2 separate regions of the Mus musculus genome follow, and region 1 is linked to region 2. The links are chromatin contacts, called in public promoter capture Hi-C maps. All regions are on one chromosome and are shown on one strand. The core of a region is the stretch at or near the end of the contact, and the rest is flanking DNA. Distances in the headings are between cores, read along the strand shown.

Region 1 (4,369 bases), core at 1,862-4,361, 69 kb after region 2:
TTTTAAGATGTGGCCAAAATGTATAATTAATGCCATTTTGTTTTGAGAGACCTCATATGCAGTAGTGCTATACGCACAGCACCTCGTATGCAGTAGTGCTATACGCACAGCACCTCGGAGGCTTCAGCACTGACTGAGGAAGCTCCCGCTCCTGTCTCTGAATTCATAATTCCAAGGTGGTTGAATTTGGAGACGGAGCCTGTTAATGAGTGAAGCCCTGACCTAATAAGATCAGTATCTTTATAAGAAAAGATATATGGGGTGGGAGTGGGGGTTGCTGGAGGGACAGAGCAGCAGTTAAGATGCATGCCGCTGCTCTTGCAGAGGATCAAGTTTGGCTCCCTGCACTGATGATGTTAAGAAGCTCACAAGTGCCTGGTACTCCACCTCCAGGGAAACTGACATCCTGGCTTCTATGGGCACGATGTTCATGTGTACATGCTCACAGAGACAAATAAATACACATATCCATAATTAAAAATAAGCTACATCTTTAAAAAACAAAATAAGAAAAGACACACTAAATCAGTTGTGGTGGTGCATACTTATAATCTTAGCACCCAGAGGCCAAGGCAGGAGGGCTAAGTGTCTGACGTCAAAAGGAGAGACCTTGAAGAGCTTATTCCCAGTTGCCCCATGGCTACACAGGAAAGGCTGTGTGATGTCTAAAGACAGAGTGAGAAGGAGGCTGTCTAAAAACAGGAAGACGTCATAATTTCTTACAAACCAGCTAGAACTAACTCTATCTTGCCCTCTGGCCTCTAGAACTATGGGAGACAGAATTTCTGTTGTTTAAGCTACACAGGCTATGGTATTTTGTGGGTATCTTATGGTATTACACAAGTTCATACAATACACCAAGCATACTAAACGCTGCTGAGTTTGGAAGAGTGATGGACTTTAGCTGTCGTCCCTGTCCCTGGCAAATGCGGGACATACTGAGCAGGCACTGGAGTAAAACCTCAGACTGACAAATTACTTGTTTAGGCTCTACCCAAGCTCCTCCCCACAAGCCCCAGACCACCATTTGTAAAATAGTGGTAAAAGTCAACTAATATAATTCAGAAAAATACTTTAAAAAATTTTACAATTCAATACACTTTGTTGTTATTTATTTATTTTTTAAACAAAGCAGAGTGCTTTTCAATAAAAAAGCATAAGAATGAGCCGGGCATGGTGGTGCACGCCTTTAATCCCAGCACTTGGGAGGCAGAGGCAGGCCTGGTCTACAGAGTGAGTTCGAGGACAGCCAGGGCTACACAGAAACCCTGTCTCGAAAAAACCAAAAAAAAAAAAAAAAAAAAAAAAGCATAAGAATAAAACTACTACACTTTTTCCTACCTGAGGCAAATTAAACAGGTGAAGAAGGAAAGAGATGACTGCAAAGCTAGAAACATCTTTGTAAAGATGGTGCCCTACTATGCACCCAGAGCGCCTCTGTACCTGTGTTCTCCTGCCTCACTCCACTCAGTGCCAGCCCTAGGTGCCCCTCACACTCAGCTTAGAACCCCATCCTTAAATAACAGGACAGAAAAGCTCAGAAGTAAAATTATTCACCATAGACTATGGATGCAAGAAAAGAGAAATAACTGTGTACAACAAGAGGGGAGTGGTTAAATAAAGAGATATACAAAGCAGTGACTTACATAATTGTTAAAACTTATGCTTGTAAAGACTACTTCAGGACATGGGAAACATTCTCATGACTCACTGTTAGATACAGAAGATACAAAACTACACATAATAGGAAATAATTTCAATAATCTTTTCACCCACTGAACCATCCTATCTATACCTTACCTACTAATTTATAGTATGACATCAAATAGTCTTTGAGTAGTGACTTACAGTTAAATTAATTTTATCTTTGTTCTCTTCACATTGTCAAACTTGATTTTCATGATTGGTTTTATTTTTATGTTTTTACTTCAAATTATAATTTAAAATTTTAAATCCAGAAGTGAAAGTGAAAGTGAAATTTCTCCCCAAACCCCCTAGAGCTTAGCACCACTCAAGAGTCTGGTTTGCTTTCCAGCCTTCTCTCATGTTTATCACTTTCACAATGCGGAGTTATCAAGGTGCAATCACACACGGAATGCCTCTGCTACACTTGCATTTTCTCCCCCCCCCAATATTTTATTTTTTATTCACTTTACATCCAGATCACAGCTCACCCCCTGCCTCCTCTCCTTCCAGTCCAGCACTCACAAATTGCTCCCTCCATTACCTCTCCATTTCTCCTCAGAGGAGGAGGAGCCGCCCTCCCCTCGGATACCAACCCATCCTGTGACATCTAGTCCCAGCAGGACTAATCAAACCCTCCCCTGCTAAGGCCCCGCTAGGCAGTCCAGGTAGGGGAAGGGGATCCACTGGCAGGGAACAGACTCTGGGTCAGCCAGCCCCTGCTCCACTTGTTAGGGAACCCACCCGAAGACCAAGCTGCACATTTGCTACAAATGTGTAGGGCTACACTTGCATTCTCAACCAGCTAGTCCAGGTGTGAACCTGGAAATCCTTTTAGTATAGTCTTTAGTAGTATTACAAATGGACTGACATGTGTACATGGGAAATCTACTCTACACAGGTTGTGCAACTGTCCTCCTACCATGGGCTCTATGTCCTGAGGGTCTCAATTAATGCTCAGAAAAATGCCTTCCCCTCCGGCCCATAAAACCCAAGTCAAAGTTTCAAGTTAGACTCCTTCAGTGATTTTACTAACAATTAAGGGAATGAGAAGTGATCTGTTTTTAAATGTTCAATACTAATTTTTGATCACAAGTAGAAATGGAATTATTAATATATATAGCTATGATAATCTTTCAGAAAATAAGTGGGCTATAGTGAATGTATATGAAGTCATGTGAACAAAGGAACTGAAAGATTCTTTGGTGTATGCATTTACTTATGGGTCTCAAAGAAAGGTAGTTGGAAGGAGCTAACAAAATGATGCACATCAGTCCTGGAGATGTTTACGGCCTGCTCTGAGTTTCAGGGTAGCACTGCCAGTGCTGGGGCCAGTTCCAGTTTGACTCTCATGCCTACAAATGTGAATATACCATGTAGCAACGTCTGTATCTTCTGCAAACCATTTCCTGTCTGTTTCCTAGTAACTACAACAATCACAAGCTTTAAAAATAGCTTGCCCTATATATTATAGCAGACAGTGTTCAATCTGTGTTTTGGGCCTGGTGCCTTTACAGGCAAGACTTCAACACACTGCATTTTAATTTCTTCAAGAGAATTAGATCGTAAAAATGAATTATGCTGCCCTATTTTATGTCTAAATGCTGAGCATGAATTACACTAATGTGTAATGCTAGGCAAACACAGGCACAAAAAGCAGACTGTCCACAGGAAGTAGCCTCATCTTTAGGGCTGGACAGTAACTATTCTTGTATAGCAAGTTGGCTTACCACCTGTTGTGACAGTCTGGTATGGAGCTGCCACCACCACTGTGCTCCACAAAGTCCATGCAACTCATGAATCTGCTTGACATCCAGAGGTCTTAACTGAATGGCATTTGCCATCCCGTTTCTAAGCTTGGAGTTCTACACTCTCAACCCCAATGTTAGCGTCCCCTCCTCTCCTATTTCATGTCCATCCCCATATTTCAGGCCCTGCATCATCTCCCTCCTGGACCCATGCTTACTGAGCTCCCACTGTCCTTGCTCCCTTGCCTGTCTGCTGGAGAACCGCTCAGGCAGTCTCCAAGACCAGCATGCATGCAGTGTCTCCTTACTCAGGTCTTCAGCTGGTGCCTGACTATTCTATCAGCTGTCCCAATAAGTCACCAGTTCCACACCCGGAACACTGCCTAAAGAACTGACCTCCTTGCTTGCCCTTCAAAGCAAACATACACGTTTTTACTTGTACAGTTTTCCTTCCCATGCCCTTTCCCTCAGAAGAACAACTGCTTTGACATAGATGGGCCTGATTACCTACAGTACCCTCCCTTTCCTGATGAAACCCCGCCCTAATTTCCAGCCACACAGATTCTACTCTACTTTGCAACTCTAGTTGTGAGAGTTACCCCCAAATTTTCCTGATCAAGTACAAAATCAATTCCCCTACTTCTTTCTAGGTTCATTTGACTGACATTTCATCAGTTTATTCAGTAGTTGGCCTGCTGTGTTAGTTTCATACAATTTGTGTTAGACTACAGTCTAGTAGAGTATTAGGCAAGCTCATGTCTGATTCATGTTTTTTGTTATCTAAAGAGGGTAAAATATGGGAAAACAGTATTTGTTGACTATTTAAAATCTACCCTAAACCACACAGATTATCTTACTCGTAACAATGGCTTCCTAAAATACATATATAGAACATAGTTTTATACAGAGCAAAATGAAATTCACCTTGCCCAAATTCA
Region 2 (4,594 bases), core at 1,525-4,024:
TGTACAATAACAGGTTTACCAGAGTATGTGTTGTGAAGGTTAGGTTAGTTGGAAGCTTACTGCAGTGTGACAGTCACCCATTCTTATAGCTGTAAAGGAAGACCACAGCTGGCTCCTGGCCAGCTCTTCCTCAGGGTCTCTCTTGCATTGGCCATCAGATGCTAACTGAGGCATTACCACTCTCTCACCCACACCTCTGGCCCCTGAGACTAGCTCTCGGCTGGATCTCAGAGGAGGCTATCACCCAGAGTTCCTGCCTGTGGCTTTCCTTTCACATGGGGGCTGCACTCCATTGCTGTTAGGACTCAGCCTTGGAAGACTTCTCCCTCATCCTGCTGCTGGTGGGAAGCAAGCCCCAGCCATGCTCAAGGGATGAAGAGTTGTATGGACATGTTATAAAATCTCCTCAGCTTCTCTAATGCCGTTCTCCTCCTGAACTATTTTTCAATTCAAAGATTTCTGACTAGACGGAACGGGGCAGCCCTGAAGGCCATTTCCCCTTCCTCCCCAGATGGACAGGAGACCACATCCTGGGCAGGCAGGCTTTGATGCACAGTGCAGATGCTATCTGGTCTTTAGGGAAGAATCCGTTGAATCAGTTTCTCCACATGACCAGCGAGTGGTGGGCTCTAGTGCTTTTTCTGTATGCCAGGCACTGTGGTGCCTCGCCTCCCTCACTGGTGCCGAGGAGAAACAGGAACGGCAGAATTCATGTCCTGTTACACTGTCAGCTCACTGCTCTCACAGTCTTTCATTCTCTGTCAGCTTCTGCCTGCTGTCTCCCCTTCAGCTCCTGCCCCTCCCCATTTCCCCCAAATACTTTTCTCAGATCTCCATCTAACATAGCTACCCTTGGCCAGATTTGGCTTCAAACTCCTTGCATGTTGCCTAATGTCTTAGTTCCCTAATCATTCAAATCTGCTGACATTTAGGAAGAGCAAATTGAACAAACCTTTTAATCCTTGTGGAGTCCAGCAAGCTCTGCTTTCTGTTGTTGTGGAAAGACATCTCCACATCTCCTCACTGAGCCAGTGCTGTAGACGGACGAGGAGATTCAGTGCTTCAGGTTGGCCCTGGCTTTAAGCTAATGGACCAAGCAACTGACAAGCAACTGACATCATCAGTTTTGTTCCAGCTTCTTTATGATTCTCAGCATATTAGAGGCTCTTAAATATATGACTTGGTGGGCTTTACAGTCTTTTTATTATTTTTACATTTTTATTACTTATTTTTTTATTATCTGTGTGTGAATGCATGAATGCATGTATGTATGTGTACGCACTGAGATTTGCAGGTGGTTGTGAGCCTCCTGTTATAGATGCTGGGAACCGAACACCAGCTCCCCAGAAGAGCAGCAAGTCCTCCTCGCTGCTGGGCCATCTCTCTAGCCCCTAGATTTACTTTCTTAGAGCTGGATTTATGTAATGGTGAAAAGGAGGCAGGAGCAAGGTAAGGGTCTTGTCAGAAGCCTGAACCTTAGTGAAAGAAAAACTGTTGCGGCGAAGTATACTTGTTATTTATTTCAAACTTTAAAGCTTGCCAGAGTCTTTTTCTTGAGATGGTTTCCAGTGCTCTTCTGCCACATGGATAAAGCCCAGATAAGGTTCTGAGGAGCAGGACTGAGCCTGCGAGACACTGTCGTGTGCTGCCTGTATCCCTCATTCACTACCAGATGGGAAAAGACTGAAGAGCACTTCCCCCAACCCTTGGCAGGACCGCAGGTCAGAAGGCTCCAGTTGCCTAACAGCAAGTCTTTCCCAACCCCACTGTTCTGAACGTTGGCTAAAGGTGACTGGTGCAGAAGCTAGGGTGTTATGCCAGATGCTGTACACGTCAGGAGCATGAGTCCCTACATACCCATGCCTGTGCTTCAGTAGACTTCTGACCTAGCCACCTCACAGCTCCTTGGAGGTCACTCTGAGTGGTCAGCACGGTGGCCCGAGTGCTGGATAGACTGCTGAAAGTTAAGTGTTATACCAGTCACATGGGTCAGGGCGACTTGGCAAACTCTGTGAACTAGAACCCGACAGGTCATTTGGCCTCTAGAATGCCATTGCTTTTGTTAACATGGGCACTCTGAATCAGCTGTGCCGCCATCCCATGGGCCACTGTAGCTCCCTCCCTCCTTCCTCCCACACTGTGTAGTTTCCTGCTTTGCTCTGCTCTGCCTCATGGATTTAGGACTAAAATGTTTGAGAAGAAAACAGAACCTGTTTTTGCTTTTGAAGCTCCGTTTCCTTGTGGAGGTGAGCATTGGATGCTAGGGGAGCAGACTAGATCATCTGATTTGAGAGGCTGGCCTTTTCTTCCACGTGTAGACTCAGGAGTGTTTTCCACGGGAGAGTTCTAAAAGCTGGAGATGCAGCATTGTGTCCTGTCCCTAGGCGGGCCCTCCAGCAAGTACAGCATGTTAGCCATGCTCCTGTGTCCACGCTTGTGAAATAGGGGTGTGAATTATCTCTGGAGTGCTTACTGACTATAAAGCAATGTCCTCACCCCGTGTCCCCCCCAAAGGCTGTTAAAGCACCCTTATGTTTGCCCATACAAGCCTTTTGAAAGTTAGCAGTGCTCAGTAAAGGATAGGTTGAGTATAACTGAACGTGAAGGAAAACCCAGATTGTCTTTAGAGCTAAAGGTGCTTTGAAGGGCCAGTTCTGCACTGAGAGGTATAGAAAACATCTCACCGAAAATTGCACTACATGGAAGAGACAGCAAAGAGCAGTTCCAGGAAGTACTCAGTGGGGCTGAACCAGCAAGGCTAAATGTGGTTTTAATGTTTGAGTGAGGGAATTAGTGGCTGGATGGACAGACAGACAGGTAGAAATGGGAGGGAAACCCATTGAGTGCAGTCTAAGCAAATTGACTCAGTATTTCCACTTGCACCGGCTGGTGGTTTCGGGGGAGACTAGCTGCCAGTCTTCTGCTCATGTCAGCAAGTACAGACTTAAGTCTCCACAGCAGGGTGCTCTCAGACCCCGATAAATGGGATGGTCATTGAATCAGAGCACATTCTGAGCTGTCAGCTAGTTATGCTGCTTGGACATGTTTTGTGCATAGCTGATCCATTCCAGCATTGCTTAAGAGCCTCTCTTACTGGGGTAGAGTGTTTGGGTTTCTATGATGGTGACACCTATCTTACATCTTGTTCCTTACTGATTCAGTTATAGTCAACCTACTATCCTTTGTTGAACAACTCTAATGTTCAGCGCTTGTGTTCTTTCAGGTCACAAGGCCTGTGGCATTTCCTTACAGGCCTTGTGGCATGAACTTTGATAGGTTTTCGTTTTGTCTTAGTTTGTGATCATGTGATTTATGTTTCCACATGTGTGAATGTGTGCATATATGCAGACTCCATCTTCCAGTGCTTAGCTGTTCTTCTTCAGAAACAACGTAGTCTAACAAGTCGTCTTATCAGTTAAAGCTGCTTCAGATCCTAATGGTGGAGAAACTGTCATAGTTAGGGATTCCCTTCTTTCTGAGTCAGAACAGATGAAAGAAGGAAGAAATGTAGAACAGCAGCTAGTGTCAGACCAGGGGAACTCCAGCCAACTTGTTCTAAAAACCGAGTCAGACAGCCCACAGACTCATTCCTTCCCAGTTGAGAGGTGGGCACGCTATCATAATAGCAGCATCTGTCTTACTTCTGGAAGTCATTAGCCGTTAGTGGCTCTGTGTGGTGACTGCAGAAGACCTGTGTTCCCAAAGGATGCTCTGTGCTGTGCTCTGACGAGACCCTGTGCTTTCTCCTTTTATAATTTTGTGCTCAGATCTGCCTATAAAATCCTCCTTGCTGAATGCTGTGTTTAGAATTTAGTGCTAATTTTCCGATGACTCCACACTGGGTCACTCCCCAACACTGCAGAGTTGGGGTGTCTCTTGATTCACTTCATGTCTGTCCTTGGCAAGATGTATAACCCAGGGCTGGTGAGATGGCTCAGCAGGTAAGAGCACCCGACTGCTCTTCCAAAGGTCCTGAGTTCAAATCCCAGCAACCACATGGTGGCTCACAACCATCTGTAATGAGATCTGACTCCCTCTTCTGGAGTGTCTGATGACAGCTACAGTGTACTTACATATAATAAATAAATAAATCTTTAAAAAAAAAAAGATGTATAACCCAAACCACAACCTGTTGGACTTGGGATTCCTCACTGGGAGTAGGACTTGTCTGTTATCTACCCTTCATACCTGCATTTATGCTGTCACCTGATGGCGCTCAGGATGGTTGAGCGCACCTGAATTCTTTAGCGTGATGTACTTTATCTATCTGCCTATCCTTCAGCTACCCATCCATCCTTCCAATATGTGTGCTGTTCATCATACAGTTGTACCAGGCATAGGTAAGACATACTCAGTCCCCGAGATCTAAATGTAGGAATAGCGGGGCATCCAGCAAGTTAACAAATAAGTCTGTACACATTGTGAAAGACAGACTGGGAAGACCTGGCGGTCTCCTGAGCCAGAGGAACTGGAAGAAGGGTCACCAGAGGTGAGGCAACTACACACCTCCAGTGAGGTGTCTGAGATGGAAAGATGTGTTCTGAATGCTTCCCCTGTCCTATCCAGTTCTCAGCGTCTGACTTCTCTTCTCAGC

Evidence for each region. Capture Hi-C pulls out chosen DNA fragments and counts their contacts.
Region 1: a promoter capture Hi-C map of adipose tissue shows a contact between it and region 2. The contact joins two enhancer-like sites. A contact is called at or near these places in 2 of 484 Hi-C or Micro-C datasets (CD4 T cells and mammary gland), 1 of 115 datasets of contacts at active chromatin or transcription factors (embryonic stem cells) and 3 of 9 other capture datasets (adipose tissue, liver and pancreatic islet).

The regions. Positions count from the first base shown.
Region 1 is chr9:50,902,395-50,906,763 of GRCm38.p6, forward strand. All of the region lies in intron 9 of Sik2 (salt inducible kinase 2), which reads right to left. Among named protein-coding and RNA genes, the nearest start is that of Gm25558, 17 kb to the left of the region's middle. Within about 2 kb of position 3,112, at least 59 of the 459 cell types and tissues checked have an H3K27ac peak or open chromatin away from gene starts, as enhancers often do.
Region 2 is chr9:50,833,432-50,838,025 of GRCm38.p6, forward strand. All of the region lies in intron 14 of Alg9 (asparagine-linked glycosylation 9 (alpha 1,2 mannosyltransferase)), which reads left to right. Among named protein-coding and RNA genes, the nearest start is that of Ppp2r1b, 21 kb to the right of the region's middle. Within about 2 kb of position 2,775, at least 63 of the 459 cell types and tissues checked have an H3K27ac peak or open chromatin away from gene starts, as enhancers often do.